Linked DNA regions of Mus musculus: regions 2, 3 and 4 are each linked to region 1. The links are chromatin contacts, called in public Hi-C and promoter capture Hi-C maps. All regions are on one chromosome and are shown on one strand. Each heading gives the region's core, a stretch centred on a gene start, on an enhancer-like site or on the middle of the called end of the contact. The rest is flanking DNA. Distances are from core to core; before and after follow the strand shown.

What was found. Promoter capture Hi-C pulls out the DNA fragments that hold promoters and counts their contacts. A called contact is a pair of places that touch in the nucleus more often than the background predicts.
Region 2: a promoter capture Hi-C map of hippocampal neurons shows a contact between it and region 1, with 2.5 times the contacts expected there. The contact joins the promoter of Sptb here to the promoter of Sgpp1 in region 1. A contact is called at or near these places in 2 of 39 promoter capture datasets (hippocampal neurons and pre-B cells).
Region 3: a contact with region 1 is called in a promoter capture Hi-C map of pre-B cells, with 2.3 times the contacts expected there. The contact joins the promoter of 4930426I24Rik here to the promoter of Sgpp1 in region 1. A contact is called at or near these places in 2 of 39 promoter capture datasets (cranial neural crest and pre-B cells), 2 of 115 datasets of contacts at active chromatin or transcription factors (bone marrow-derived macrophages and memory CD8 T cells) and 1 of 9 other capture datasets (liver).
Region 4: a contact with region 1 is called in a Hi-C map of centrocytes, with 2.4 times the contacts expected there. The contact joins the promoter of Akap5 here to the promoter of Sgpp1 in region 1. A contact is called at or near these places in 1 of 39 promoter capture datasets (embryonic stem cells), 1 of 484 Hi-C or Micro-C datasets (centrocytes) and 1 of 115 datasets of contacts at active chromatin or transcription factors (bone marrow-derived macrophages).

The regions. Positions count from the first base shown.
Region 1 is chr12:75,732,486-75,740,485 of GRCm38.p6, reverse strand. Sgpp1 (sphingosine-1-phosphate phosphatase 1) reads left to right here and starts at 4,757. Exons shown (of 3, transcript NM_030750.3): 1 at 4,757-5,573. The coding sequence starts at 4,923.
Region 2 is chr12:76,706,111-76,714,110 of GRCm38.p6, reverse strand. It overlaps Sptb (spectrin beta, erythrocytic), which reads left to right and starts at 3,564. Exons shown (of 36, transcript NM_013675.3): 1 at 3,564-4,176.
Region 3 is chr12:76,400,239-76,408,238 of GRCm38.p6, reverse strand. It overlaps 4930426I24Rik (RIKEN cDNA 4930426I24 gene), which reads left to right and starts at 4,245. Exons shown (of 4, transcript NR_166810.1): 1 at 4,245-5,082; 2 at 5,344-5,444. Hspa2 (heat shock protein 2) reads right to left here and starts at 4,063. Exons shown (of 2, transcript NM_001002012.1): 1 at 3,950-4,063; 2 at 1,301-3,710. The coding sequence starts at 3,705. The coding sequence ends at 1,804.
Region 4 is chr12:76,319,607-76,327,606 of GRCm38.p6, reverse strand. Akap5 (A kinase (PRKA) anchor protein 5) reads right to left here and starts at 2,716. Exons shown (of 2, transcript NM_001101471.1): 1 at 2,618-2,716; 2 at 1-41. It overlaps Mthfd1 (methylenetetrahydrofolate dehydrogenase (NADP+ dependent), methenyltetrahydrofolate cyclohydrolase, formyltetrahydrofolate synthase), which reads right to left. Exons shown (of 28, transcript NM_138745.2): 28 at 7,787-8,000. It overlaps Gm40443 (a long non-coding RNA gene), which reads left to right and starts at 4,443. Exons shown (of 3, transcript XR_001780628.2): 1 at 4,443-5,175.

The DNA.
Region 1 (8,000 bases), core at 3,508-6,007:
GGGTGGCTGAATCTGGATTCTGAGCTTGATCTATTAGGAGCGAGTGGATCATTAGTCTAAAACAACAGCACACAATAATATTATTTAATCAGTTTATAGTCCTATTCATTCAACCCATTTATATTAATTTGTTTGCAAGCAGTTTAGAAACAAGGACATGCTGGTGCATCCCTGTAGTCTCAGGGCGCAGGAGGAGGCTGAAGCAGGGTCATTGAGAGCTCCAGGGCAGCCTGGGCTACAGAGACAGGCTTTGTTAAAACAAAACAAAACAAAACAAAACAAAACAAAGCAAAAGGCTAGGAGGTAGTGTCACATACCTTTAATCCCAGCACTAGGGATGCAGAGGCCACCCTGGTCTTCAGATGGAGTTCCAGGACAGCCAGGGCTTTACAGAGAAACCCTGTCTCAAACAAACAAGCAAACAAACCAAAAAACTTTCAGGGGTTCAATTTCTCCTCAGAGGAAGGAGTTATTCATTTGTGCATGTAAATTTGATTCCTCTCTTAATGGAGGCTTCTGAAATTTATAGTTCATGAATGCCTGTCAGGGGCTTGGAGATTTATCACACTAGTGGAACACTTCCTTGGCATGTGCTAGGTCTGAGTTAGAAGCCAGCACTTCAAGATGAGACAGAGAAAAATGTGGAGCTCGGATGTATTCCAAGGAAGGGCTTTTAGCTATAGTGTCATGCCTTATGAATGCTTCAATCTTACAGTCCTGCCTAGAAGTTTGTTCTGCTTATCCAGCAGGAGTGAAAAAGCAAACAAGGCACTCTCAGTACCTAGCAGACAATTCCCATTCCCTCTCTACCACTTTCTATTGTTTCAATAGCACTGGTGAAGTGGCTTAGCTGGTAACAGCTCCTGCAGCCCTCGGATACCAGTCTAAGAAACCCACTAGATAATCCCCAGGACCCACATAATGTGGAAGAGAAGAACATACTCCACAAAATTATCCTCTCACTTCCTCACTGATGCCATAGCATGAGCACCCACCCATCCCCACACCCCCCCCCACACACACACACATAAGCAGCAATAATGATAGGCTAGAGAGATGGCTCAGGGGTTAAGAGTGACAGCCTTTCTTGCTGAGGAATTGAGTTTCCTTCCAGGACACTGAAAGGGCTGCTCAGACAGCTGGAAACAATACCCTTTACATTCTCAACGTTTTCTTTTTCTTTCTAGTTATTTATTTGGAGGGCGGGGGGAGTTTTGAGACAGGGTTTCTCTGTGTAGCCCTGGCTGTCCTGGAACTCAATTTGTAGACCAGGCTGGCCTCAAACTCAGAAATCCGCCTGCCTCTGCCTCCCGAGTTCTGGGATTAAGGGTGTGCGCCACCACGCCCGGCAACATTTTCTTTTTAAATTAAAAGATTTCCAATGATAAGACCTCAACAATCTTTTGATCTCCCCCACCTAGTAAAACAATTGTTTACACAAAGGGTGATGGCCTTGGGCAGCTGAACCCTTCTCCCCCTTTTTTTACTTCCTTTATCCAGATTCTTTTAAAACTAGCCAGTCTTGAAAGACTGTGGGGTCAGACCCCAGCCAACGGGGAAATATCACCACCTTCCTTGAAATAAAAACAAACAAACAAACAAAAAACAAAACAACAAAACCACGTGAAAGCTGTGTTTGCTGGAGCAAGCCTTTAACCCCAGCACTGGGGAGGGTTGGGCTATCTCTTGAGTTTAGAGCAGCTACATAGTGAGTTCCAGGCCAGTAAGACCCTGTTTAAAAACAAAACAAAACAAAACAAAACAAAAACCAAGAACAAAACCAAGTGAACTTCCTGCCTCTAAGTTTCCGTGTGTGTGTGCTCACACACGCACTCGCTGTGTGTTGTGTGACACCAGGAACATTTGTTTCCAACACCTAGAAATTAAGTATTATGCTTACCCCAGTGTTGTAGTAGCACATGCCCTTAATCCCAGTACTGGGGAGGCAGAGCCAGACAGATCTCTGAGTTCAAGGCTTACCTGGTCTATTGCAAAGTAAGTTCCAGACAGCCAGGGCTACATAGAGAAACCCTGTCTCTAACAAAGAAATGTAATTTATAATTCCTTAGCAGAACATTTAGGTCTCCTTACAGTGAGATTTCACATTACTCCTCTCTCTGGTGAACTCCGGCTGTTTTAAAGCCCCACTGCCATTCTTTAGATCACAACAATTTAAAGATTGTCAATGAAAACTATTTAAATAATATTTAATCTGTTCGCATAGGTTAGAGGACAAAGCTGTAGAAGTCAGTTCTCTCCTCCTTGAGGTGGAACTCAGGTCCTCAGGTTTGGTGGCAGGCCCTTGCTGCTCTGAACCCTCTTATCAGCCATCAGAGTGTGCATTTATGGGGTTAAATTCCTTCTAAATGGAGTACACAGACATTCCCAATTTCCATTGAAATTTCACCAGATTTCTGGAAGTGTTTTTCTTTTCCTTCCAGCAGAGGCTACAGAGCACAGAGTTTTCACAATGTATACAAGACCTAATGACAAGAGTGGCCTTTGTTCAAAGGCTCTACTGGAGGTGGAAGGCACAGGGTCAGAAGAGTAACTACAAAAAGTGCTTGTTCCTGATAGAGAGCCAGTAGGATTTGTGACAGAAATTCAGACAGAAATTAGGAGAACTGGGTTTGAGATACAGAAAAAGAATATACAAGTAAGATGTTAAATAAAAGTTACAGAAGTCACAGAAGACCTTTATTTTAGACAAGGCTCTTGCACTAGGCTCAAAACAAAAACAAACAAAAAAGAACTAACCAAAAACAGACACTCCTTGCTAAAGGTCTGTGCCATAAAACTCAACCTGACTCTATCTCCACTCTATAAGGAGAGTAACTTTGAAATGGCCACTTTCCCCACATTTTATTTTTTGAAAATACTTTAGCCCCTCCTGCTTCAACTTCCCAAGTGCTGGAATTACAGGCAAGCAAAACCATACCCAGTTTGGAGGCATGGATTTTTTTTTTAAGTTCATACATTCATTTTTATTCCTTCAATTATTCAATATTTGTGTTGGGTGCTAAGGATATAGAAATAGAGGGTAGTGTTTCTGAGGCAGAGGCGAGAGGATGCTACAAGTTCGGGATCAGTCTTGTTTATATAGCTAAATTCCAGGGTATCCAGGTTACATAGTTAGACCCTAGGGGTGGAGGGGACATATAAAAAATTATGTGTGATGTCCATCCTGTAACCCTACAATTTGGTGGTCTGGGGTTTCAAGACAAACAAAATACTCAGTTGTAGCAAACACCTGTTAGCTCAGTACTTGAAAATCAGACTTGGTCTCCACAGCAAGTTTCTGGCCAGCATAGCATGTTTTATTATAGATTATTTTTGCCAAATGCTAATAATGGTCTTTATTATTCAGAAACATCAACTAATAACACTACTCTGTGTATGTTCTGCTGGGCCCAAACTCAGAGCTTCCTGCTTGCTGGCTAAGAAGAGACACCCATAGCAAACCATGGTTACTTTGTATACCATTCTTCAGGCCCAGTATTCCTTTTCTCATGCTTGTCTGCTTTCCTAGGCTGTAAACGCTTTTACTTATTTTGATACAGTATCTTGTTATGAAGCCCCAGCTGTCCTCAAACTCCAAATCTTCCCATGTCAGCCTCCAAGCGCTGGGATTCGTCTGTGCTCCCTCAACCTTTCCAACCTCAGCAATTCCAGGGCCAGGGACTCGAGGCAATCCTCTTTATGACTGCAGCAAGTGGAATAGGAGGAGCTGGGAAGCAATCTTTCTTGGGAAATGAAACTATTTCTCATGGCTTACCAGCATGGAGCATTTTCCAGCCTCTTTCTTGGAAGTAGTTCAGTCTTTAATTATAGACATTCGTTTGCCTTGACTGAAAATAACTTCCTGGAATTAAAACTTTGAAATCTTTTAATAAAATCGGATCCATCTAGAAGTTAAAGTCAAGTTTGTGACTTGCAAGACAATCCTGTTAAGATTCTAGTTCAGCCTATCAGATTCCAAGTTCAAACCTGGCATGGTGCCCCAGTAACCCCGAGTCTTGGGGGGCTTCACCAGAAGGATCAACAGTTCAGGGCTAGCCTTAACTACATAGCAAGGCTGAGGCCAATCTCGGCTAAATGATATACCCTGGTTCAAAAACAAAAACAAAACAAAACAAACAACAACAACAAAACAAAAACAAAAACAAAAAAACAAACAAACAAAAAAACAAACCCGAAACTCACAAAAAGAAAACGATAAAAGACAAAACAAAAAATACCCTCAGAATTCTCCACGCTACATTCTCCCACTAACTATGTGTTCTGAGCAATCTTGCTAAGTGCTAGAATTTATTAAGGAAATTTTACACCTAAATTCGCTTAAGAGACGTATGTGATGAGTGACAGTCAGATTTTACTTGGTAGGTGACTGGCTTTTCCTTTGCAGACCACAGCTGTGTCAGCGATCACATACCCAGGCTCTGTCCTGGATTATCTACGGTTTTCTAATCTTGCCACCGCTGGTCAATTGGCACGTGGCTTTCCGGACATCAACCATCCGAGACAGCTCTGAAATTAGTTGCTAATTAATGGCGTGAGTCGGACGATTCCGGTTTCGCGGCGGTTACTTTGCCTCCATTCATCACGCCCCAATTGATTCCAGGCTAATAAAAGCCGCGGGCAGCTCCTGGGTCACCAGCCCTGCCTAGACCCGCACTGTTCTTCGCACAGCAACCAGGAGCACCGGGAGGCGGGGCTTCGGCGACAGCTCCGGGCTGCGCGCGCGGCGCGGGCCTCCGTGAGCGCGCCAGGGGAGGGGCGCGCGGGGCGCAGGGCGCGCGCGGCGGCCGCTGCGGCCTGTTGGCGCGGTCGCCGGCAGCCTCGAGCGAGTCGAGCTAGGCACCGTGGCGGCTGTGGCTGGCGAGGAGCGCGTGGCCGGATCAATTCCCGAGTGGCCCGCGACCATGTCCCTGGGGCAGCGGCTGGCTCTGCTGGCCAGCCGTCTGCAGGAGCCGCAGCGGGTGGCGAGCTTCCAGCGTCTGTGTGGGGTGGAGGTGCCGCTCAGCAGCCCGGCGGCGGACGAGGATGCAGAGACCGAGGTTCGCGGAGCCCCGGGAGAACCCCGGCGACGGGGACGGCAGCCGGGCGCTGAGGACAGCCCCGCCAAGGCGGACTGCTGCGGTGCCCCGAACGGCGTGCGCAACGGGCTGGCGGCCGAGCCGGGCCCGACCGGGCCCCGCCGCGCGGGCTCGCAGCGCCGCAACTCGTTGACGGGCGAGGAGGGCGAGCTGGTCAAAGTGAGCAACTTGCCGCTCTACTACCTGTTCTGCTTAGGCACGGAACTGGGCAACGAGCTCTTCTACATCTTATTCTTCCCCTTCTGGATCTGGAATCTCGACCCCTTTGTGGGCCGGAGGCTGGTGATCATCTGGGTGCTGGTCATGTACCTGGGCCAGTGCACCAAGGACATCATCCGCTGGCCACGGCCGGCCTCGCCGCCTGTCATCAAGCTGGAGGTCTTCTACAACTCGGAATACAGCATGCCCTCCACGCATGCCATGTCAGGCACCGCCATCCCCATCGCCATGTTCCTGCTCACCTATGGCCGCTGGCAGGTACGCTGTGCCCCTCAGCTCCACGGTCGAGTTTCCAGTGCTTTCTGAACTTTCTTTTTCCCCTTTTTTTAAAAATTTGCCTCTTCCCGTCCAAAACCCCAACCCACAGGTTCTCACAGTACCCACGCAGGTCCTGTCAGAGTTCTAGAAAATTAACTGATGACGGTTCTTAAACACTAAACTGTATTTTAATACAGTTGGGTATAGTTTCTTAGACCCCCACCCCCCAAGGAAACACTTTTCGTGCATTGAATCCTTGAGCTTAGACTGAGTTTTTAAACTTAGTTCGTCTGATGCACAGTGGTGATTCAGTGTACTTAAAATGAAACACTTGGTAACTGAGACCCGGTTTCACTGCAATACATGGTGTTTACAATGTAAAATTAAAGAGTGTTTTCAAAACAGTAGTATAATTTCGGCACAGGCACATTCCAAGCACTAAAGTAATGACAGTTAAGAAAAAAAGCCGAAAGGTAAAGGAACAGAATCTAGATGAGTTCGTCGTAAAGGATTGACTGCAGGTCTGTTAAGACACTTCACTTCTGTCTCTGGTCTGGAGAACCAGTTGTTAGTTGCTACACTGTTACTATGGCGGTAACTGTAACCCTGCAGTTATAGGCTTTGCCTTCCGAGGAGCTGGATTGGTTATAATGGCGTTTGACATCGGGGGCAATTTGTCCATCAAGAGTTTTTAATGGTAGTCATTTTTTTAATTTGCCTGCGTTTTGGGGCTTCCCTAATTTGAGCTTCCTAGGGTTTGTTTGCAAGTGATACTTGAGTTTACAATTTAATTATCTTTCACACAGAAGCAAAATATATTTGTCTACTGGTCTTGCTTTATCTGTCTTAAATTGTATGATTTGTTAGTCTTTCGGACCAGACTCTTAAGAATAAAGTGCATCGGTTTTGGAGAATCTAGGAAAACTCATTATCTTTTTTTTTAACTCCCTTTTATTGCACAAGATTGAGAAATGCCAACTGTGCTGTAAAACTCCATTATAGGCTTACTTAACCCACGTTGAGTTTCAGTATGGGTAAATGTTGCCAGTATCATCCCAGGCCCTCTCTACTGTGCAATTCATCTGTTTTACAGTAACAGAAATCAGGCATGGACCCAGGAAGAATGACGGAATTAGGAGGGGAGACTAAGATAGAAAGTTCTTTTCTTATTTAACCCCTGGTGATACATGGTCACATTTGGATTGTAAAAACAGTGTTGCCTGTTTGGGGTGGAAAAAAAATATCTAAAAATTCCCATCTGATCTAATTATTCCAGAAAGTGAGATTGTCAATGTGTTCGGCATGCTGTTTACTGTGACTGTGTGCTGCTGTTTGTCTTACTGATGGGGGACTTTCTACTGTCTCTTCTCTGATGGGCTGCTGCTAACACTGCGGGAGGGGGCAAAGGAGAGGGAGAGAGAGTGAGAGAGAGAGAGTGAGTTGGTTCTGCTCTTTAGTTATTCAGGACACACGCTAACAGGAAGTCTGAAAATAGTTCTGCTGAATTGTTTATGGGGTGTAGCTATCAATATTTTAACATTTCAAGGCCACTTGAATAATCAGGCTAAGCTTGTATTCTAGTTTTTGTTTGGTTGGTTTTTAGGCAGGATCTCACCGTAACTCTGGCTGGCTTGGAACTCACTATGTAGCTCAGGCTGGCCTCAAACAGGAATTATACACAACCTATTGTATTTAATTCAACATTTGCAAATCATACAGGCTTTGAGATTGCAGCCAGGCAGGGTGATAGAAATCATCTAGTCTTAAACAGATCTCTAAGGCAACCATCAACCCACTCTATGTATATAGATTTTTCCTATTGTGAACATTCCATACTGGAGGAACCTTGCACTATCAAGGCTGTTTAACAGGATTTTGTTTTTTCACTTAGCTTTTTTTCTTTTTCTTTTTTTGGGGCTTTTCAAGACAGGGTTTCTCTGTGTAGCCCTGGCTGTCCTGGAACTCCTCACTCTGTAGACCAGGCTGGCCTTGAACTCTCAGAGATTCCCCTACCTCCCAGGTGCTGGGATTAAAGGCATGTGCCAACACCACCTGGCATTCACTTAGCATTTTAAATTCTTTTAACAGTTTCATACATGGGCATACATTATATATATATATATATATATATATATATATATATATAGTTTACCTTCCCAGCAGCCTATTAAAGATCATGTTGTAGTATATGCCCAGGACTTGGTTCTTTTTTATTGGTGACTAGTGTTTCATTGGATGCATTTTTTTCTCCATCAGTTGGTGGCCATTTGGGTTTTTGTTTGCTTATTGATTAATTGGTTGATTGTGTAGTGTTGATTGTGTAGTCTAGCTGGCCTGGAATTCAGTATAGAGGAGGCCACTCCTAAACCTGTAATCTTTTTTTATTAGCCTCTCAAGTGCTGTGATTACAGGCAGGTATGTCTCAGT
Region 2 (8,000 bases), core at 2,315-4,814, 970 kb before region 1:
GAGTCCACCCACCTGAACTGTCAGTGTTTGCTTTACCTTGTTGTCCGTGAGACTTGAGTGAGCTGGGAGGTAGTACTGAGCGCAAGGTCTCCTTAGTTAAACTAGCCCCCCCCCCCGCCCCCACCGTTCTCCCCAACAGACAGTAAGTTAGGCATGGCGAGCAGCAGGAGTGCAGGAGCTGGTAAAATTCAGCCACAGTAGTGTCATTTACATCTCAGAGAATGGGAATTCATTCAGACAAGCTTATTCCAACGTGAACCTCCTGTAAAAGTTACATATAACTGGGTGTGGTGGCGCACGCCTTTAATCCCAGCACTCAGGAGGCAGAGGCAGGCGGATTTTTGAGTTCGAGGCCAGCCTGGTCTACAAAGTGAGTTCCAGGACAGCCAGGGCTATACAGAGAAACCCTGTCTCGAACAAACAAACAAACAAACAAACAAACAAACAAGTTACATATAATGTATCTATAACCCAGAGGGAAAAAAAGATTTTTATTGACTTCTCAGGTTGGCCTCCAAGATTGCAACCTCATTTAATTCCTGATTTGTTCACTTATTCACTCATTTTATCTTTACTGATTTTGTCTCATGTGCTAAGTGCTTAGCACTGTATCCTGAAAGTATTGGGAAGCCACGGGTGATTTAATGTAACCGAGTGGCACAATCAGATTTCCTTCTTAGAGTAGAATTTGGCTGCTACGTGGAAAAAGAATCGAAAGAGAACAAAAATGGGAGGATGGGGGAGCCGTTAGGAGTCTGAGGCATGAGGGCAAAGGGTTGAGCCCCAGTCCTCAGCCCCTCCTGGTTCTCAGTGGTGTGCTTGAGAAATTAGCCTTACTGCTTCTCTCTTGTCTGCACACTGAGAAGGAAGTGGCACCCTTAGGTAATCCCAGACATGGGAAGGAAAATTCGGTTTCCTTTCCTGGACTGGAGCTCAGTTAAAGGGTATAGTACGTGCTAGTATCATGAATTCTTGATTCCTTCATTATTGCCACTAAGGACTTGAATTAGTCAGGGTTAGCTTTGCATTTGCTTTTGAGTATCTTTCTAATATATATGTTCATGTTTAATTCAAAGTGGTTTACTTAAATAGCTTTGGCTTTGTGGTTCAATAAAAATAGCATATTTGGGCAGCACAAATTAATCTTAAAGGGTTGGGGGAAGGCATAAAAGCATAAAATTGGGGGAGGGAGGTTAAAGAAAAGGGAGTGGTTCTGAGAAGAGCTGGGGGAGTGAATATGATGCAGACATGTAAGGAATTCTCAAAGAACTGTGTGTGTGTGTGTGTGTGAGAGAGAGAGAGAGAGAGAGAGAGAGACTATGAAGGAGAAGGAGACTAGCAGACATCCCCCTATAGTTAGACGACTCTAGTGTCCTTACTTACATCCACCCCCTTAGCCTCACCTATTGATTTCAGCTAGAGCTGGGCACTCAGTCTCTGAAGGCTTCCTCCCAAACCTTGGCTCACAGCATCTACTAAAGTCTTAAGCTCTCCCTTCGGGTCCCAGAACTCTTCCAAAGCTGCAGATTAACTAGGGAAGCTTACAGGGAACCTTGGAAATCCAGGTTGTCAAGATGGGCAGGGACAGTCCTTTGACCAATGAAGATGAAGGTCCATCTTTATCTCCTGTAGAGAATTCTCAACGATACTTTATAGATACTGTACAGTTTTCTAAGAAGGCCCCTGAAGACGCTCTGTCTCAACAATGACCTTGATAGTGAACCTTTCTATCAGTGTCCCCCCTCCCTCCCCCACACTGTCCCGAATTTCTCATTCCTGTGCTTGTGCAATGCCCTTTCTCTCTGCACTTCTAAACTTCCTCTCTCACTGGGCTCTGATTTATCATGTCACTGTAACTCTATTAGCTGGGAAGCATTTGGGGATGTTGTCAGGATAACAGGATCTGCAGCAAATGAGGTTGTATTGAATTATTTATCGTTCAGCTAAAGTCGAGATAGCCACAGCAGAAGAGCTGGTTTGTAAAATCTTGGACTAATCTGTCTGTTGCTTTGGAGCGTTTGTCGTCGTCATATTCATTTTTTTCTTGTGGTTGAAAATTATAAATTTGAACGCTCCAAAGGAAAATATGTGTGCAACCATTCAGTTCAGAGCCTCAAGCCTATAGCTAAGAATTATCTGTTTCCTCTAATATATAATTACGTAGCTGCAAAGCTGCAATTCTGGGATTCATGAATTTATTTAATAAGTTTATTCACACACGGTTTAAAACACATAAATACATAATTCCAACCCTCCCTTTTTCTTTCAAAAATAGATCAAGGATTTCTACTTGTGATATCTAAGTCTCAGCTTTTGAAGTTGGCCTGTTTTTTGTTTTTGCCAGGAATTAGTTCCTAAAAAGATGATTTTGAACTCAACAACAAGCAAAGCAAATGGTTTGGGGTGGTGCTGGAGGATATTGGGGAGTCCCAGGGCCTTTGGAGTGCTAAATGTGTGCTTTGCTTAAGATCTACAGCTCTTGCTCACTACAGAGAATTGCTAGATGGTCTGAGTGGGGGAAGGAGGTGGGAGGTCGCTGTTAACCTCTAGGATAGCCCAGGCCGGTGTGTCATTTTCCTTGTAATACTGATGCCATTTGGGAAATTAGTATGTAATAAGAACTCAGGCAAAAGGGGAGGGAAGAGTTCTATGGCTTTTTAATACCTGTGGATTTTGTCCCAATTAGCATTTTTACTGTCCAAATACCTACTCTCAAAAGAAGTGTGACGGCAGCAGGCAGTGAAATATCTTTTGCGTACCTTTAATACCCAATACTAAGCTTGAACATCTGGCAACTCAACACACTTTGCTCATGAATCCTAGAAAACAGCGTAATTATACACTCAAGCAAACAAGTCAAGAGAAAGGCTGTTTCCTGTTAAGAATTCCGGGGAGCATCAAAGTTAAAGCTCCCTTCTGCATCTATGCTCTTTTTAATCGCCACTGGTGTCTCCATTACACTTGCGATTACCCGGGTTGATAGTCTGTGAGAGACCATCCCAGGCACAGCGTATGGAGGGCCGCCCCTCCCCCCCCCCCATAAAAATAAAACAAGGAAAGGTACAGCAAGGCACGCAACCAACATTACAGAGCGATGACCTTGTATTGTTAAAAAGTCAAGGAAATAGCCTGCCTTGCAAGCCGCCCGTGTTCGTCCGTGTGTCACCCTCCCTAGTCGCAGATGTACTTGACACCCTTGGTTCTAGCATCTCCTCTGGCCTGCTGTACACCACCCTACCAAAGCTTGCAGTGAGAAAGCAGGGTCTTGCCCGGAGACCCGGGCTCACAGGATGGTGCAGGTGGGCTGGTATGCTGGCTTGCCTGTTGATTATGGACCCTGCAATATGCAACTGTAGGCTGAGCGCCACCAACCAGCACAGCCGGGTTCTCCGGGACAGTACCTTGCTTACAAGCAGGAGCCGCGGCCTCCAGCCCGCAGGCTGGGGGCGGGGGCCTCGGCCCAGTGCCCACCCCCTGTGCTCCCAGCGTCTGCTCCTACTACCAGCCGGTTGTAGCCGGCCGGGAGCGCGCTTTCTAACGTAACCCGCCCGCGGGAACAATCTGTCCCTTCCAGCCTATCTCCGGAGGGGCATTACAGCCGGGGCGCCCTCCTCACCCACCCTATGGCCTAAACGGGTCTTTAGATGTTTTTTCAAAACCAGATCGTAGTCTGCAGGGACGCTAGGCGGGAAAGGCTGGGAGGACTCCTTTTCGCCGCCAGCTTGCGGCTCCGGGCACACAAATTAGGCCGGAGCAGCAGAGTCGAGTCCTCTTCCCGTGGCAAGGGGCTCTGTGTGTGCGGGATCAGGGGAGGTGAGAGAGGACCCTGGCGTCCCAGGTCCCAGCGGCGGCGGCGCTAGCGGCTAGGCAGGTGCCCCCGGGCGCGCAGTCTGATTGGCAGGTGCAGGAGTGGGTGGGGAAGGCGGGCCTGGCGCTGCGGGAGGCTGCAGCCCCGCCTCCCCGCCCCCGCCGCGGGACTATCTGGTCCCGGCAGCAGCGATGTCCCCCGGCAGGAATGTCCCTCCTCAGATAATGTTATTTATATCTCTGGGCGGGTCCGCGGCTCCGCTGCACCAGGCGCCCGGCGGCCACTGTGCCAGGAGCCCCGTGCTGCCCTCCTCCCCCTGCGCCGCCGCCCCCGGGCTCGGGGTAGCCGCCGCTTCAGCCCCAGCGCAGGTGAGTCCCCGAGGGCCGCGCGACGGGAGGGAGCTGGGTGCCCCGGAGCCAGCGCCGGGGAGTGCGGGGCCCAGGGGGCGGGTGACGCGACAGCCCGGTGGGGGCCTGGCCCCGGGTGCCTAGCACGGGGCGGGAGGGGTGAGGAGCCCAGGAGGCCCTGGCGGCTGCGGCAGTCGTCACCCCGGGACGCGGGAACCCGCGTGGGTTTCGCAGGCGCTGGGCGAGCAGGGCGCTAGCTTTGGGAAGCCAGCTAGTAGAGTGTCGCCGTGGGGCACGGGGAGTGGGTTTGGGGGGTTTGTGCTCTTGGCCGCCTCCCCCAGGACCCTCGCCTGGGAGCAAAGTTGGGGGGGGGGGCTGCCTGTCGTCGGTCTAAGGACTGTCCGCGTCTGTGCCTCCTGCTGCCTGGTTTCTCAAACCCCCGGGCGTGTCGGATCCTCTTCTGGAACTTGGCTAGCGCGCTCCAGGGCTGCCCAGTGCCAAGGCTGGGAGGACAGTTCAGGGCAGCAGAGGGGGCCGGGCCTCAGGATGTCAGGCAGGACGTGCAGAGTGGCCCAGTGTAGACTGAGAAGGGAGAGATCAAGTGTCCCAGGACTATACTTCAAGGACCCCCACCTTTTCCCTTTGAGTTCCTTATCTCCAAGCTACTGCCCACTCTACGGTTACCCTTCGTGCCAGTTCCAGCAACTTGGCCCCGGAGAAATAGCAGAAAATGGAAGAAACAAGAGCTCTAACACAATCCTCAAGTCCCACCAACTTACCCAGACTTCCCAAAGGGGAAATAGCTACGAGGCTTGAGTACAGTTTCCGTGACAACAAGCCTTAGGTAGGGCCTTGATTTATAGTCTATTAATATCCAAACCACTGTTTTCAGTGAGCAATTAGAGGTGCTACAGTTAATAACACCCTTAACTCACTGAAGGGATATGGAAAGAAGCCATTGTTTTAGATGCATCCGGCAGGGTGGGATGGGATTATATAGTGATGGTCTCTTTTTTACTAAGAACTTCAGTGGGGAGAGGATACGGCTGTCACCTCCACGCTAGGAGGCAGCCACACAAAACCCCTGCCTGTGCAATGGATGTATATAGTTCAGTTTCCAAGGGAGGTGATTCAGATAGCTCCTGAATGAGAGGAGCCTTCAGGGAAGAAAAAAAAATCGAGGCACATTTAAGCTGTTCTCTTAGGCTATCCTTAGCGTCACGGATCGCTCAGAATTTTAATCTAGAATTCTCTTTTCACTGCTCTATGACTACGACCCAGGGTAGTCATCTCCTATTCCAGGATCAGACTTCATATGCTTTTCCAATGAGCCCTGATTTCCAGAATGTTATGGGAAACTCTTACAAGTGTAGACTGTTTGTTCACTATGTACTGAATGCCCAGCACCCACAGAGGCTTGGGGACTAGCTAACAAAAGGAACAGTAAACTTAGAACAGAGAAGAGCCCACCAATCTCCAGATGAGGCCAATCGTTTATACAAAGTGTTATCACATTCCAGTGTTGAGTAAAGCACAGTTGAAAGGAGAGGGACCCTTTTGCTGGTGCACCTCCCTTTATCAGTGGCCCAGTGGTAGTGGCTGGGGATGAGCCAGTCCAGTTAATCTTGAGTTCTCTGAAGACATAGAGTCCACTCAAGGAATTGAAAGCACCCAAAAACTCCCAGGCATTCAGGCTGGGCCTTGCTGCGCAGGCATGTTGAGTTCTCCCCAGTGACTTGCCCAGGGGAGAGCTGGGATACCGCTTTTTGCTCTGGTCATTGCTTTGTGTAGGTGTTCTGAAGGTGTCCGGTGGAACCAACACACCTGTTGGATTGTTCGCTTGGGGCTGAAGGCGTAATAGGGGGCTGACTCCCACCTGCCATCACGCTTGACAAAATGAATGTGGCTATTTTATGGAAACTAGGTGTGAGCGAAAGCTTTGAACTAATGTCAGTGTCTGTCACAATTTTGGAAAATAGTAGGTTTTTGATGAATAAAAAGAATAATAGCTTTCATTTAGTCTATCTTTTATGTACTTGTGGCTGACTGGTAGTGGATTCTCAGATAGTCTTTGTTGACTGAATGAGAGAATGAGTGATCAAGGTTGCCTTATATGGCACTTAATTATCAACTCTGCAAGGTCACTCATATTATCCCATTTTAAAAAGCAAAGAGAGCGCGGCTGGTGAGATGGCTCAGTGGGTAAGGGTGTTTGTTGTTCGAGCCTTGTGATGCGCTCCACAAAGTTGTCTTTTGACCTCCACAAGTGTCCCAGTACTCATGCACACACGTACACCACAATAATTCATTTTTTAAAGTAAATTTTCAGGGAATTAAATAACTTGTTCATCCCACACAGCTGATGAGAGATGCAGTGAGGCCAGGATTCCTTGGTCTGTTGTCCTTTTAAGATTAGACGCTCAGCAGGGGATGCAGAATAGGTTGGGAAGATTTGCTTATAGCACTGGCTTATCACGGTCTTCACTCCTTGAACCTAAGGTCGTAATTTTGCTTATGTCAGAGAAGTTTAAAATCTATTACCTCAAGGCAGCATTGAACATTTATTTGCTCAAAAGTTTCTAGCCCGGCGGCCTCTTATTTTCAGGTCATTGTTTCAAGGACAGAATTATAATTTTGGCAATAGTCAAACATAAACTAAAAAAAAAAAAAAGATTTTCCTTTCAGTCCTGGAAGTGGCCAGAAGGGCTTGGTGATGCATAGGGACAGTGTGGTAGGACAGAGGGTGACTATAAAAAATTCATGAGGCCAATAGGACTGGAGTTGGAAGGAACCTTGGAGGTCACTGGTTCCAGCCTTCTGTTTGTATGATCACTTGCTTAAAGGTGAGAGCCAGCTGCAGTTTACCTGTCCTTTATAATGCTCCCGTACCTCTTGTCATTCTAACCCATGTCTTCTCTGCATCTCTTTCCCTCCTGTGGCCAGGGAGGTTTGTTTCCTGTGGTTCGGTCCATTCAAACCACTGAGGTTCTCTTTCCTTTGAGGAAGATGAGGCAGGGACATATTTAATATCCAATAGTTTCAGCTTTAGTGAAGTTCAAAACCAGGAGACAAAATGAAAAGGTACCGGGAGAGGAAGAAGAGAATATGTTTTCCATAGTGAAATGCTAACCCGTTCTCTAATTTCCCTGTTGCTTGTTAACTATATAGATGTATGCGTTATCCCATAAAACGTCTGCACATTTCTATCCACAGGCAGTATATGTCCCAAGGCAACTCTTTTTCTGTGACATTTCTGGGGGATGAGCGAGAACCATCGGGACTGCCAGATTCCTGGGTTTTGTTTGTTTTGTTTTGTTGTAAAAAAGAATTACTTATTTATTTTTTATGTATATGAATGTTTCCCCAGAATATATATATATATGAACCACATGTGTGCCTGGTGCTGTAGGGAGCCAGAAGAGAGCACTGGATGCCCTTAAACTGGACTTACACAGGGTTGTGAGCATCTTTATGGGTGCTGGGAACAGAACCTGTGTCCTTTGCAAGGATGGGAGATATTCTTAATTGCTGGTTCATCGCTGTTTTAATCTGAACCTAGTCACAAAATTGCTCTTGAAGAATATTGTTTCAAAGTCAAACACTCTGTCCAAAATCAAACTCTGCTCAAAACATGAAAAGGCAGAAAACATGGCCAGTGGGAAGTCTGAAGTACTATCAATACATTTGTTGGTTTCTATAATGTTTTTCATCACCCCTGACCTTCAGATTAACACGTATCAAGTGAGCTGGGAGCATAAGGAATGAAAGTAGGTGCTATGCGGGCTGATGAGAAGTTTGGTGTTATAATGATGTCTGGCTGGGAAGGCCATGGATACTGGACTCTA
Region 3 (8,000 bases), core at 2,996-5,495, 670 kb before region 1:
TGAGCTATTAAAACTATTCATTTTCAAATGAACTACTAAATTTCCCCTGAATTCCTCTTACATGAATTTTAAAATGCAATTCCATTAAAAACAAAAACAAGGGGGCTAGAAAGATGGCTCACTGGTTAAGACTGGTCTTCTGAGGTTGTGAGTTCAAATCCCAGCAACCACATGATGGCTCACAACTATCCTTAATGAGATCTGATGCCCTCTTGTGGTGTGTCTGAAGACAGCTACAGTGTACTTACATATAATAAATCTTAAAAAAACAAAACAAAAACAAAAACAAACAAACAAAAAAAAACCCCAAAAACCAAAAAACCAAGCTGGGTGAGGGTGACACACACCTTTACCTTTAATCACTCAGCACTCAGGAGGCAGAGGCAGGCTCCGAATTCAAGGGCCAACAACCTGGTCTACAGAGCAAGTTCTACGATAGTCAGGACTACATAGAAACCCTGTCTCAAAAAACCAAACCAAACCAAAATAAACCACACCAACAAATAAAAAACCAAACCAAACCAAAAACAAAAACCTAAAAAACAAATGGCTCAGCAGGTAAAGGCACTTGCTACCAACCAAAAAATCTGAGTTCGATCCTGGGGGCACACGGTGTAGGGAACCACTCACATAACTAGTCCACTCCCAAATAAATGTGATTTTAAAAAAGAACTGTAACAGTGATTTGAGACAGGTATTGTACAAGCTCTAAGATCTTCAAAGGAGAAAAGGAGCCACTTCCCAAGTAATTACAGCTCCCAGTCAGGTTCTTCCAGAGTTTGCCAGAAGCTCAGACAGTTGAGCTGTTTTATAGGAAATGAAAACAAACTTGACCAGACTGGGACTCAATATTACATCACTCTTAAACTTGCCTGCTGGCTCTTGTTTCAGGAACCTGTATGCCACAAAGCACACTTTCTATAACCCTTTGGCTACTGAGAAAAGATGCTGTCATTTTTGTTACTCTGGAGAAAAGCTATTTTGTACAGGTCTCTGGGATCCAGCCTGTACTGCCCTGTAACACTCGGGTAGCTTTGTTGCTGTTGTTTTAAACTTGAACACTTTAAACTTGAACCAGGGCTTAGGAGGTTAGAGTCACGTGAAGAGACCCCATCAGGTTTCTGAATATTAAAGGGTTATCAAGATTCTTCACCCCCTTAAATTGTTGGTGATTTGTGGCAGGAGCTTCATCTGAGAGGTAGAGAAAACTGGATTAGATGCATTGCACAGCATACTAACTTCTTAAGAGATCAACTCGAGGAAAACATAGGATGAAAAAATTGAAAACGCCAGACAGCAATTTTGAGATCAATTTCAGCTTTACTTTAAATGTGCATTTATGTGTTTACAGAATATACCTGTCTTTAATATCACTGCAGTGCTTACTTTCATCTCATAGTACATAAAAATAAACAATTCAAGCTTTCCTGTGTCTTAGTGTAACCAAGCTTCCACAGGTCAGGTGTGCGAGCATCAGGGTTCTACTTTCAAGCAAATCTCCATGTACATACGTAAGCTTAACAACAACAAAAAGAGCTTAAATCAGCAATCGCTCTAAATGCATTAAAGAGAAACCTCATTTTTCCCCCAAATCAAACTTTTAGAACTAACCTTTTATAACTAAACTAAGTTGTTGCACCTTTCCTTTCATATGTATGCACCAGGCTAAAGACTTCCAATAATAGATCTTACTTGGCACAAGGACATTTAAAAGAAACCAAAACAAAAGGGAGAAAAGGAAAAAAAAAAAAAAAGAAAAAAGAAAAGAAAGGAAAAGAGGTTTACGCGGACTCCAGCGCAAGCCTAGTCCACTTCCTCGATGGTGGGCCCTCCAGAGGAGCCGCCGCCGCCTGGACCGCCTTGGTAAAGTTTGCTGATGATGGGGTTGCACACTCTCTCAAGCTCTTTCTGCTTGTGTTCGTACTCATCTTTCTCTGCCATCTGGTTTCGGTCAAGCCAGTTGATCACCTCCTGACACTTGTCGAGGATCTTGTTTTTGTCCTGCTCGCTAATCTTGCCCCTCAGTTTCTCGTCTTCCACGGTCTGCTTGATGTTGTAGGTATAGGACTCCACCGCATTTTTGGCTGCCACGCGATCGCGATTTGCTTCATCTTCCGATTTGTACCGCTCCGCCTCCTGCACCATCCGGTCAATGTCGTCTTTGCTCAGCCGACCCTTGTCGTTGGTTATGGTGATTTTATTTTCTTTACCGGTGCTCTTGTCGGCAGCAGTGACGTTAAGGATGCCGTTGGCATCGATGTCAAAGGTGACCTCGATCTGGGGGACCCCACGGGGTGCTGGGGGGATCCCAGTCAGGTCGAACTTGCCCAAGAGGTTATTGTCCTTGGTCATGGCCCGTTCGCCCTCGTACACTTGCACCAGCACGCTGCTCTGGTTGTCTGAGTAGGTAGTGAAGGTCTGCGTCTGCTTGGTGGGGATCGTGGTGTTTCTCTTGATGAGTGGGGTCATGACACCGCCAGCTGTTTCGATGCCGAGCGACAATGGAGTCACGTCGAGTAACAGCAGATCCTGCACATTTTCCGACTTGTCGCCGATGAGGATAGCCGCCTGCACAGCGGCGCCGTAGGCCACCGCCTCGTCGGGATTAATGCTCTTGTTCAGCTCCTTGCCGTTGAAGAAATCTTGCAGGAGCTTCTGGATCTTAGGGATGCGGGTTGAGCCGCCCACCAGCACTATCTCCTGGATCTGGCCCTTGTCTAGCTTGGCATCGCGCAGCGCCTTTTCCACCGGCTCCAGGGTCCCTCGGAAGAGATCGGCGTTGAGCTCCTCGAAGCGGGCGCGGGTGATGGACGTGTAGAAATCCACGCCCTCGTAGAGCGAGTCGATCTCTATGCTGGCCTGCGTGGACGAGCTCAGGGTGCGCTTAGCGCGCTCGCAGGCGGTGCGCAGCCGGCGCACAGCGCGCTTGTTGGGCCCAATGTCCTTCTTGTGTTTGCGCTTGAACTCCTCCGCCAGGTGGCTGACCATACGGTTGTCGAAGTCTTCGCCACCCAGGTGGGTATCGCCGGCCGTGGACTTCACCTCAAAGATGCCATCCTCGATGGTCAGGATGGACACATCGAAGGTGCCCCCGCCCAGGTCAAAGATGAGCACGTTCTTCTCGCCGCCCGCACAGCCCTTCTTATCCAGGCCGTAGGCGATGGCCGCTGCTGTGGGCTCATTGATGATGCGCAACACGTTGAGGCCGGTGATGGTGCCCGCATCCTTGGTGGCCTGGCGCTGCGAGTCGTTGAAATAGGCAGGAACAGTGATGACTGCGCTCTGCACCTTGCCCCCCAGGTAGGCTTCGGCGATCTCCTTCATCTTAGTGAGGACCATGGAAGAAATCTCCTCAGGGAAGAAGGTCTTCATCTCCCCTTTATATTCCACCTGCACTTTGGGCTTCCCACCTTCGCTCACCACTCGGAACGGCCAGTGCTTCATATCGGACTGCACTGTGGCGTCCTCGAACTTCCGTCCGATCAGCCGCTTGGCGTCGAAGATGGTGTTTGTGGGGTTCATGGCCACTTGGTTCTTGGCGGCGTCGCCGATGAGACGCTCGGTGTCAGTGAAGGCCACGTAGCTGGGGGTGGTGCGGTTACCCTGGTCGTTGGCGATGATCTCCACCTTGCCATGTTGGAATACCCCCACGCACGAGTAAGTGGTGCCCAGGTCGATGCCGATAGCCGGGCCGCGGGCAGACATCCTGACTGAAAAAACAGGCAAAGCAACGTTAGGACGAAAGCGTCAGGAGAGGCAAGCGCAAGCCGGGACCTGAGCCAACGGTCGCTTCTCACAACTCTCCACGAGCGCGACTAGCGTCTCCCGGAGACCTCTACGGGGCTTCTGGTTCTTATAGTCCCCTCCTCCCTGCCTGCTGGAAACTCTCAGAGCCAATCGGTCCCCGGGCCCGCCCGCTCCAACCCGTCCGGCGCTCCCACAGGCTTGCCTGGTCGGAGTGACCAGCCGGTGGTCCAACTGATATCTAGTTGGGTGAGGCGCTTGACGCCAGCCTTGGGCAGGGAGACCAAGGGGCGGCCGTTATGCAAATGAAGCCCCGCCCAGTGCCTCCAGCCGCTTTGGGGGCGTTAAGCTCGCGCCAGGGGAGCCAGTGTGAAAGCCCCCTTTCCCGTTCTCTTTGCCTTTTCTAAAGCGTGATTCGCTAACATCTTTCAGATTGGCGGGGCAGATGCCCAATGAGCAGCGCAGAATCCGAAGCGTGTGGCAGGGAGGCGCGGGGCGGGGCGCGCGGAGGCAGCACGGAAGGGGCGCTGGCCTCCGAAAGGGTTTCTGTACCGTTCGGTGTCGGGTGCCGCCACTGACTCGGCTCCCGGGGCCCGAATTCCTTCTAGGGCGGTTGCATCGAATACAGAACGGCTGGGATCGGTTCTCGCCTTCCCTGCCCCTGCTGTTCCTGTAGCGGGGACTGGGGCTGGGTGAGGGGCGGTTCCAGGGCGGGGACTGCGAAGTTGGGCGGGTACGAGTCAGTACCCCTCCCCCTTCCCAGCGCGTCTCAGAAAGTGCGCGACCGGGGAAGGATGCGGGGTGCTTACCCGGGAGGCGGGTGGCTTCCCGCGCAGCGCGAGCGGCTACGGCTCGCGAGCCGCCTCCGCCCAACTTTCTCCCTCGGCTTTCCTAGTTTATTTTCTTTCAGGCGCCCTAATGGGCGGTTTTGACTTCTTGGTGGCACTGCGTAATAAGCCAGTGTCACCCCTCTGACTCCCGTCCCCGCACGCGTGATCTTGTTAAGGAATTAGTCCTTTTGCGCGGAGTTCGGTTGAATGAGAAGAATAGGTTGGCAGCACAGACTTGTGAGAGGAAGTAGATGAAAAAGAGTCTTTGGCACTTGTTTAGCCGGAATCTGAGAATAATTTTGGAAAGTATTCTCTGGAACAAGGGGGTGGGCAGAAGCTGGCTCCTGTAAAAGGACTCCCTACAGGAAAACGGAGACCTGTAATGTAGAACGACCGCCTCGCCTTACGGATGGGAAGCTGAGGACAGTCGTCGCTGTAAAACTTTGACAGGTGCCCAATATGAGATGAAAAGAACAAGGGAAACGGGCCTAAGTCGTGTGATAAGGGGGTAAGCCAGTCCGGTGACAACAGAGGGCAGGGAGGGGCACACAGAGCCTGAGGGGAAAACATCAAAGCATCCCTGAGGAGGTGACATGCCTAACTCCTGCAAAGGAGAGTAAGAAAAGCATTCTTTATCGAGGTTGAGGTGGTGGAATGTGGGCGACGAGGAGGGCAGAAGAGTTCAGAATTGAAGATTAGAATCTGGATATGTTAAGCAACTTTTTGTGCTTTGGGGTGTTTGTTAGTTTGTTTGTTTTTGTCTTCGAAGCTCCAGGAAAGAAGCACCCCTCTGAAACTGGCCAGTAAGTCGTGTGAGACAGTGATGGAGAAGACAGTATGAGAAACATGAAAGTTTTCGTTGTCTAAAAGGTAATGTTGACAGAATTCAATAAAAAACTTTAAAAGAGCTTTTGATTAAAAAAAAAATTATCTGTGTGTGTGTATGCAATGTGGTGCAGAGGCCAGAATTAGAGACCCTAGAGCTAGAGTGACATTTGGTCCTGAGCCACCTGACACAGATGCTGGGAACTGAACCCAGGTCCTTTGGTGAAGCAGTAAGTGTGCTTACCCTCGGAGCCATCTCTCCAGCTCAGAGTTCTACAAAACTTAATCGGGAAAGTTTTAAAGATTCTTTCTATTCCTATATGTAATTTACAGTTTCAAAACCACGTTTGCCATTGGCAACTGCAGTTCTCTATTTTCCATGAAAGAAACTGAAGAAAAACTTGAAATAGGAAAGGATTAAAGAAAATATCAGACCATATGTGATAGTCTGTGCTTATATACCCAGCTCTGGGGAAATTCAGCGAAGAGGAAGAGAGGGGATGGAGCTGAAGGGATGGCTCAGCTAGGAAGGGGACTAACTACTCTTGCAGGGTCCTGGGTTCTGTTCCCAACATGCATATGGCGGTTCACAACCACCATTAACTCCAGTTCTAGGGAATGTCACCACTCTCTGACGTCCTTGGGCTTTTGTATTCAAGTGCACATAAACTCATAAAGGCACGCACATACATACATACATACATAAGTAAAAAAATAAATAAACCTCAGGCAAGCAGATGGTACACATCCATGTAGACAAAACACCTTTATTATATTATTGTTATTATTATAATATTTTTAAATGAATCTTTAAATATGGAAGGTAGCGGGCTGGAGAGATGTCTCAGCAGTTAAGAAGCTAGCAGCTTGCTCTTATAGAGGGCCTGGGTTCAGTTCTCAGCATCCTAAGATGAGGACTAACAAACATTTGTACCTCCAGTTCAATAGGATCCAACGCCCTCTTCTGGCCTCCAAGGGCACTGCACATGACTCAGGCACTCTCCTTACAATTTAAACAAAACAAGACTGAGAGCTGCCAGGCCCAAAACCGGTTCATACAGAGACCCTTAGAGCTTCATTTCTGAAGTAACTATGTCCTATTGATGAAGCCATTGCAGACAAAACTTGTAATCTTCCACCACATGCATCTTTAACAGTTCACTGAGATGACAGCAGCAGCTATACCTGTGTTTTTAGCTGCATTTTTCTGCTTGCACTTTTCACCTGGTAAAATTACATTTTCACGCTGTACACGGTATCTTGAGCCTTCCCCCAAAAGATACAGTAATAGCACCTTTATGTGACACTTCTTCAGTCACAGAATGTTAGCACATACTGATCTTATATTGACATCTTTTACATTTCCTGTGTTTATGTATAATTATGTTTTAAAACAGGCTTTTTTTTTCTTCTTTTAGATAATTCAGAATTCATTTTAAAAGTTCGGGTGGGTGTGGTGGCATGTTCCTAATCTCAGGACCAGGAGGCAGGAAGATTACTGCATACTGAGTCCAGGTCAGAATGAGCTATAGATTGAAACAGGAAACCCAAAGTAAATTAAAAGTTAAAATCACAGTCCATTATACATTGTTAAATCCGCACTTTTTTTTTAAAACCAGATAATATTGTGTTATCAGTGGTGTAGCAAAAGAGGCAAACCCTTCCGAGACTGCCCATTACTGCAGTATTCCTGGATGATCATGGGGCAGTGTTTTTGTTTTTGCCTTGAAGAGGCCATTCCCTTTATCTGATGCTAACTTGTGTGGGGTTCTTCCTAAGGAGATAATAGAAAAAGCCTGTGCTATCATTTATGGTGGTAACAGTAAATTGGAAATGGCTTAAATATCTAACACAAAAAGCAGTTACATATATGCCATGGTGAATTGTGTGTCTGTATATGTGTGTGTATATATATATACATATATATATACACACATGTTGTGTGTGTACATATATATACACATATATACATCGTGTATATATGTGTGTAAATATATATATTTACAGTATTTTGTGCATATATTTAATATGTGCGTATATATATTTACAGGATTTTTTTTCTTTCCTTTTAGCACTGGCTGTCTCAGAACTCACTATATAGAGCAGGCTGGCCTTGAATTCACAGAGATCTGTCTGCCTCTGTCTCTCAAGTGCTAGGATTAAAGGCATGTACTACCATGCCCAGCTAGTCACAAGATTTTTTTTTTTAAGATTTATTTATTTACTATATGTAAGTACACTGTAGCTGTCTTCAGAACCCCAGAAGAGGGCATCAGATCTCATTAGGGATGGTTGTGAGCCACCATGTGGTTGCTGGGATTTGAACTCAGGACCTTCAGAAGAGCGGTCAGTGTTCTTAACCGCTGAGCCATCTCTCCAGCCCAAGATTTTTAAAACTAATGCTACAGTAGCATTAATATTTGGGAACATTTATCATCATATCTCTTATTTATTTATTTATTTTATTTATTTTTGGTTTTTTGAGACAGGGTTTCTCTGTGTAGCCTTGGCTGTCCTGGAATTCACTCTGTAGACCAGGTGAGTTCGAACTCAGAAATCCACCTACCTCTGCCTCCTTAGTGCTGGGATTAAAGGCGTGCG
Region 4 (8,000 bases), core at 1,467-3,966, 590 kb before region 1:
GCACTTTCCTGGCTCAACTTCTTCTTTATTTGAAGCCCAACCTGATGAGAGAAAAAAGTAGGGTTTATTTCAGGGTATTTATTTTATTACGTTATTTTGTTTGGTTTTTCCAGACAAGGTTTCTCTGTGTAGCCCTGGCTGTCCTGGAACTCACCCTGTAGATGAGGTTGGCCTCAAACTCAGAGATGCACCTGCCTCTGCCTCCCAAGTGCTGAGATTAAAGGCGTTCGCCACCACTGCCTGGAGGAAGCCTATTATTTTTAATATAAACTGTATCATATGGTGCATGCATTCCACAGAAAGTACATACTACAACAACTTAGGGCTAAAAAGCGAGGCTTGGTTTTACCCTATCAAAAAGATTTGAGTGTGAACTCATTTTGCTCAGATTTTGTTTGAGGTCACTCTGCTAGTGTGCCCAGTTATCTTCTCCAAGAATTGTTTATGGTCCCATATGGAAAGTTTAGCAAATAACAAGAAAAGAGAGGGCAGTGTGGTAGGGAAGCCTGAGTACTGTCTCATCACATACCACGAAGAACGCTGGTACTACGAGGGACATGGGAGATGGCTCACGATGAATTAATGATCAACGTGAGCTCCCAGTGGGCAGCTAGAGCTTGCAGAAAGCCTTCAGCTAGATGAGGACCTAGCCAGAGTTAGAAGTAGAAAATCTGACTCTCTGGTGTTCGTTCTATTGTAGCATAAGGTTTCTGTTCTAAAAATGTACATACATTTCACCAAGGAGGCGCTACTTTCCATACATACTCTCAGAAAAAAAAAAAATCTAGCATCGCTGTCATTCTCTACTCTTAAAAGTCGTTGTGTAACTTTGACATCTTCAGTGAAGTGCCTGCTACTCATGTTTCCCCACTGTAACTGCACACAGCTGGAGGTAAGTTAGTGACGGTTCCAGCCAACGTCGGTTGCGCGACTCCCGTGTACGAGGCAGCAGCGCTGAGCACTTTCACATACATCTCTAACCTGCACCGCAGTGTTGCAGAGTGAGGAGGTGGTGATATCTCCATCTGCAGTTAAGCAGTCTGCCTGCCTGAGACTACAAAGCTTGTCGGTGGCAACAGCGCTCAGATTTAACCCAAGACTGCCTGTTTCTGAACTGCGTTCTTTCACTGCGCCTCGAGGTCCAAGAGAAAGTAAATTGCTTTAAAATGCTAATCTGAGGCTGCTTGTGACCACGCGTGACTGTAATTCCAGCAAGTGGGAGGTGGAGGCAGGAGTCTCAATCAAGGCCATCCACAGAGCTACATAGTAGAGTTGAAGACAGCACCAGCTACGTGAGACCCTGTCTCAGAAAAACATGTAAAACTAAACTGACACATAGCTTAGTGACAGAACATTGGCCTAACGTGCCACAAGATTCTGGGTTTGAGCCCCAGTGCCACCAAAAAAAGTAATAGTCCACAGAATGGCAAGGCTTAAGGAATGAGGACCTGGAATGACTAGCTAACAACAGCTCCGTGCATTTTAGGTGCTGAGCCCTGAGTTAGGCGCAGGGGAGCCTTTCATGCATATTCTTCACAGAGCTTTCACTTGGGTACCAGTTCCCAATTCTCTGTAGAACTGGAACCCTGAAAAACCGTTTTAAGAGCTAAGGCTTTTCTTTTGTTTTTTTAAGGGTAAGTATTGAAAGCTTCATCTTTCTACAAAGAAACATAAAATTCTAGAATGATGGGACCAGTATAACATTTGCAGTCTCTCCTCACACACCCTAGCACTAGAACTAGAACCCAGTCTTAATGGCTTCCACGTCTTCTTTCCCTGAGCCTCCAGCGCTCTAGAGATCATTCCTTCTAAGTGTGTGTATTAATAGAAGAAATATTCAAATGAGATTATATTCCGGAAAGTCTCTGAAACTAACCTAAATGGCCTAGATGGTTGCACGAGAGGTTTCTTTTAATGTACATCACTGTAGAGATCAACACCCCAACAAGTGTAGGCGAGGCAGGGAAAGGATGCAGCCTGCAGGCATTAAAACTTTGCAGAGTGTTAAGACTGCAAATGATTCACCTTTACCTTCGAGAGGACCATTATTGTCTTGGAAACCTTAAAGTCCCTGCTGTCCTTTCCTGGCAGAATCTCCTGTCCAAGACCACAGAAAACAACCACCACCCTTCTCCCCTTGAGCAACAGAGAGCAACCACTATCTGAACAGAGCAAGGAACCCTTCCCAGCACTAGACACGAACCGCGAAGCTTCCTCCTGGAGGAAGGATTCTCCAAGCTTGACGCCCCTATGGCAGGAGACAGAGCTCAGGATAAAGTGCTCAGAAAGGAAAATACCGGGGGCGTGGAATAGATAGCCCAGCTTCAAGCTATCTGCAGAACTATCATAGCCCGGAGCCGAAAATCACAGTTCCCCAGAAAACCCCTAAAGGAAAAGGGTTAGGTAGGCAGCCGGTGCCAAAGCAGCAGCTGCAACTCGTGCGAAGCGAGCGGGCGGCAGAACAGCCCAGGGTCACCCACCTGGAGCCGTCTGAGGATCGGCGACCTTGCAGTCGTGTCCCTCACAATCTGGTGACCAGGACCCGGGGTCTGCCGCCGTTACCAGGGCTCAGTGCACCAGATTCTGACCCAGAGCCTCTAGTCTTGCCTCTACTTACCCAGATCGTCGCGGTCTCTGGCCAGCTCTGCTCCCGAGGTCGAGGAGCACGGGCCCAAACAACGGAGAGCCCCGGAGACCGCGGAGCGCGCAGCCCTCTGCAGAGGGACCGCAGCCGCGCGCCCCCTCCCCAGCGCGGAGAGAGACAGCTGGTCGCGCCAATGCGCGTGGAGCAGTGGGGCGGGGCTAGGGCCGGGGGCGGGGTGAACTCAGCCAGCCACCTGCCAGCCGACTGCCCAGCGGCCTGGGAGAGACCTCCGTGCTCCCGCCCCGGACGCATCACCGCTGCATAAAGACATCAGGACCAGGGTGGAGGGACCACTAAAGCAAAGCAGGAGGACTGCAAGAGGGTAGAAACCCCTCATTTCCTGAGACGCACATCCGTAAAAACCTTGTTTGAATTTATAAGGCTCCCACCGTGAATCCCCCCTGGAACATTAAAGACAAGGTAGAAAGCATATCTACAGATAAAGATTGATGGGAAAGATGGCTCAGCGGTGAACAGCACGTATTTCTCTTCCAGGGGGTTTAAGATCGATCCCCATACACCCACATTAGGCGGCTCACAACCACCTGTAACCAGCCCTAGCTGGATCTTTTGCAAAAACAAAATTAAAAAGCAAGATTCATAACAGTACAGAGACAATAAGGGGCCGGGGGAGGATTTTATTTTATTTATTTTGTCGAGACAGGGTTTGTCTGTGTAGCCTTGCTTGTCCTGGGACTCACTCTGTAGACCAGGCTGGCCTTAAACTCACAGGGATCCACCTGTCTCTGCCTCCAGAGTACTGGGATTAAAGGCCTGTGCCACCATCCACTGGCAGACATTTTATTTGTGTAGCTCTGTACGACCGACCTGAAACTCATTGTGAACCAGCCTGGTATTGAACTCACTGAGATTCACCCACCTCCACCTCAGAAGCTGCACCTGGCTATGGAGAAAATTATATATATATGGTGAGAAACAGAAATAAACTCACTAAACAGAACCTCAACCTGGTACTGGTACAGTCCTCACTCTGGAACAGGAAGGTGTCAGCTCAGGTGGGAACCAGCACAAATATGGCTCTGTGCACACAAAGGTGTGGCCTCCCCAGCTCAGGGCCTGTGGCTTTGGGATGTTTTCAAGCTGAGACCCTGTAAGTCACACACACACTCTGACAGGCTTGTTTCACCATGTCCAAACCTCAGGCTCTGTGCACACCAGGCAAATACCCTTTGCTCCAAATGGGGCTGGAATAGTGAGCACCCTCATCTCCGTCCCCACTTGAGAGGAACAAGGTAAGCAGACCCCAAGGGATGTCCTAAAGGAAACAGTAATCCAGCCGCGGTTCTGATATGAGATGTCACATGGGCCATGTTCTGTGCTCACCTGTCAGCATGGATGTGGTACTCCAGCAGGCCTCAGCCTCCTCCAGGGCTCCTCCTAGCACAGAGCTCGAAAGCCCCAGGGACGCGGAAGAACAAGACCCTGTCCCCTTTCTTAAGTGGACCATGACCTTTGAGAGGTCAATATCAGATGTCCACTTGGGGATGGTTTTTCAAGGAATATATTTTACCTTCCTCAGACTCTCTAGTCTAGATTTACTCCAACCAGACCTGATAAGGAATAAACTCTTAAGGCACAAAACAGACCGGGAGGACCCAGATTCAACTCCCAGCACCCACATGGCAGCTCATAACTGTCTCTGACTTTTTTCCATGGAATATGACTCCCTCACACATGCAGGCAAAACACCAATGTACATAAAAGAAAAATAATTTTAAAAAGAGAGTTCTTGATTTGCAGAGAATCAGAGTTCAATTCCCAGCGCACATTTCAGTTCTCTATAACTGCCTTTAACTCCAGGGGATCCTCTTCTGGCCCCTGTAAGCCCTCTGCGTGCACGCGAGTGCGCACACACACACACACACACACACACTTGCCAGTGTGCGGTTTGGACAGGGTGAAACAAGCCTGTGATCTCAGTACTTAGGAGGTAGAGACAGCAGGATGAGACTTTTCAAAGCCATCCTTGGCTACACAGGGAATCTAAGGCCAGCCTGGACTACATGAGATCCCATCTCAAAAAAAAATCCAAATGAGTTAGCTTTGTTCATCCAGCAAGCACAGATGTGTGAAATGACTTTATACCCGCAAGCCGGTTATATGTTAACCGTTTTTGGTAGTTTTGAACTTGAGACGAGCGGGAAGAAACTCTTAAGCTTTTCCAAATCCAGCAGACCTGGGAGTTGGCGGTCATTTTAGGAGAGGAAGCTCATGCAGATGATTGATGGGGTAACCTGGCTATGATGGGGTAACCTGGCTATCTTAGTAGAAACCACTTGGAGCCAGGTGTAGTAGCTCAATCCCAGGACTTGAGTAGCTAAAGCAGAAGGACCATACATCCCTAGCCAGGCTGCGCTACATCGCAAGACCCACTTGAAAAGAAGAGAAAGCATCGGACAATGAGAGATGCAGGCTGAAAGAGCAGCAGTGAAGAGCATCTTAGAAACTCAAGTGCAGCTCGCCTGCACCGGCTTTGGCCTTAGAAGAATGGGAGCTGACTATAGTCTAAGGTAAGAGGTGGATTATCTCATGCTCTAGGGGAAAATAAGACTTATATGATCAACAACTTATCTGGCATCTTTCTCTCATCCATACACAATGCACCCAGGAAAGAGAATGAGCCGGGGGGAGGGGACGCATATTACTATAAATAAGAATCTGCATTTTGGCTTTTCTTTAGGATATGGCTAGAACTTGAGGCCAGATGTTTGAACAATGTACTGCATGCACAAGAGGAAGAAACCTGTCACTCCTAAACACACTCAAGTGACAGGGCCGCTGAAGCTATTACTGTATTATTGCCTACTACTCCGTCTGAGTTATATAATTAGGAAATGAGCTATAAATACCTCTCCAATCTGATAGAGAACTATCCTCCTCACAGCTTATCTTATTAATGTCACAGATAGAGCGTGCCAGTAAAATAGCCTACGTATGTATCTGAGCTGACTACACCGTCTCTTCCATCCTGGTCCCCATCCTCAGTCGAGGCTTTTAGCTACAAACATGGTCTCGACTCCTCGTTAACAGTTCTTATGTCCTTGAGTCTTCCTCAGAATAAGCCTTCCGCAGCACCTTTCTCTGGCACACCATCTACTGAACCTGTGGCCCCCAGGTCCTTGGTGTTTTGATCTATTTGTGGGCACCAGGAAAGCTGCAGTGAGCCGAGTGCCTTGCTTCTCAGTACATACATTCCACTGTCACCCTTAAATTATGTCTATATGAATCTTCCATGCACAGCATTGGGGGTGCGACAACCAGGAGGCACAACTTCCTTATCAGGGATCCTACCAATAAGGAGAGAGGAGGGCCAGCATGGGAACCCTTGGAACTGGAGGGACGGTGCCAGCCCCAGACTGAAGGGATGATGGGACTTGGGCTGGTGACACCGACAGATCCCCAGTGCACTGACTCTTCTTGGCCGTAGTTATCTTATGCCCTTTTTTCACTGTGGAAATAGCCTCTGCAAGCTTGTACTTGTGACGCCTTTGAGCAAAGATTCCTGCCCATGAGGACTGCTCAGCAGCCACTCTGACCTCATTTCAAGCACCTTGGTTACCTCTTCCTTCTGAAGGCAGGGAATGGACCCAGCTTGGTAGGCACTGCCTTCTAGGAACTGCTGAGAGGCAGCAGAGAGCAGAGGTTTTGGAATAAGGTGACAGCAGGCACCAGCCCTGGAAACCTGAAATGCCTTTCTGTAACATGAGGCTATAAACCTAATTGATTACAATTCACCTACACGCTGCTAGCAGGTGTCAGCTCCTGTTACGAAGCTGGCAACTTCCTTCTGAGCAGTTTCATTGGCAGGAGTTAGCTGTGTGGATGCTTGCACAGAAGTTGCAACGGCACATGAGAATTTCCCATGTGATTTATTTGTGATTGTTTTTGTGATTGTGTGTGTGTAGCTATTGATCAAACACAGGGTCTTACACAGGGCTGGAGGGATGACTCAGTAGTTAAGAGTGCTTGCTGCTCTGTTGTGTAGACTGCAGTTAGGACCCATGTCAGGTGGCTTATAGATGCCTGGAAGTTGAGCCCTCCTTTGCCATTCTCCACCATTGTTTATTTGGACCCATGGGCCTAAGTGTTAACAATGTTGAAGATGCCTGGGGAAGCAGCTCTATCCACAGCAGCAAGGTTTAGCTTTGGTACCAGTGCGGGGCAGAATCTGGAAAGAGCCAATGCAGAAAGACAGGAACAACAGAAGACACAGGATAAGAGACGCGAGGACATTCTAGAAACTTCAAACAAAAACTCACAAGACCATTCTGTATAGAGAGGTAGAGCCCAGGTTCTCAGTGGCAGTCTAGCAAACATTTGCTAAGCCAGTGGAGCAGAAACGGCCCACCCAAAGGAATGTGGCATCCTTGAGGACCTGAAATGGATTCAGCATAGAAGTCTTTTGCCAGAACGGAGAATTAAAATGTGGTACATACAGAAAATGGAATTGTATCCAGCCATGAAAGAAAATGAAATTATGAAAATGGATCATTAAATTAAGTGAGGTATCCTATGCTCAGAAGGCAAAGGTAGCTTTCTCTGCTGCATGCAGAGTCTAGCCTCTAACTGTTAAACAGGTAATCCAGGTGGGAGGAAACGGGAACAAAAGCCAGGAAGCTAGCAAGGGGCCCATGGGAGATGGGTAGTGATGAGAATGGCAAGATAGAAGGGGGCAAAGAAGGGTTGGGGGAAAACCAATCCAAACAAGTCACGCGCGCGCGCGTGCGCACACACACACACTCACACACACACACACACACACACACACACACACACACACACACACGCACACACCAGTAACAAAAACCAATAGCACTAAGGCAGTGATTCAAATGGGAATCCCAAATATGCCAAGCAGCAGGCCCTCTGTGGAGGAGCTCAGTCAGACAGGAAGGTAAGAAACAGGAAAGCAAGTCTTCCATACCCTACTTCTACCCTCACCCCCTTCAGGTCTCCCCAGTTATGTGTCTTCATAGAGACAGGTACATAAGCCAGCATCCCTGCCACCTCAGACAGATCAGAAGTGCCTCCTGCAGCTCGCTTCTTTAGCCCCCCCCAACGTCCACTGGATGGATGGCTGCCATCCTACTATTCTACCTAGGTCTATCAACGGCACAGTTTATGTTTCAACACCAAGGTAGCAAAATTATTTCATTTATTCTGGACCTTCACTATGTAAATAGACATGATTTATGTTAATTTATACATGACATGAATTAAGGCTATGAAAGGCTTTAGGGAAACTCCCACTATTTCTGAAGCTCTTCAGGGCGGGGACAGACTTCCAAGACTTCTGCACACTTCTTCAGTGGGCCTGAACAGACACTGGCCGGAC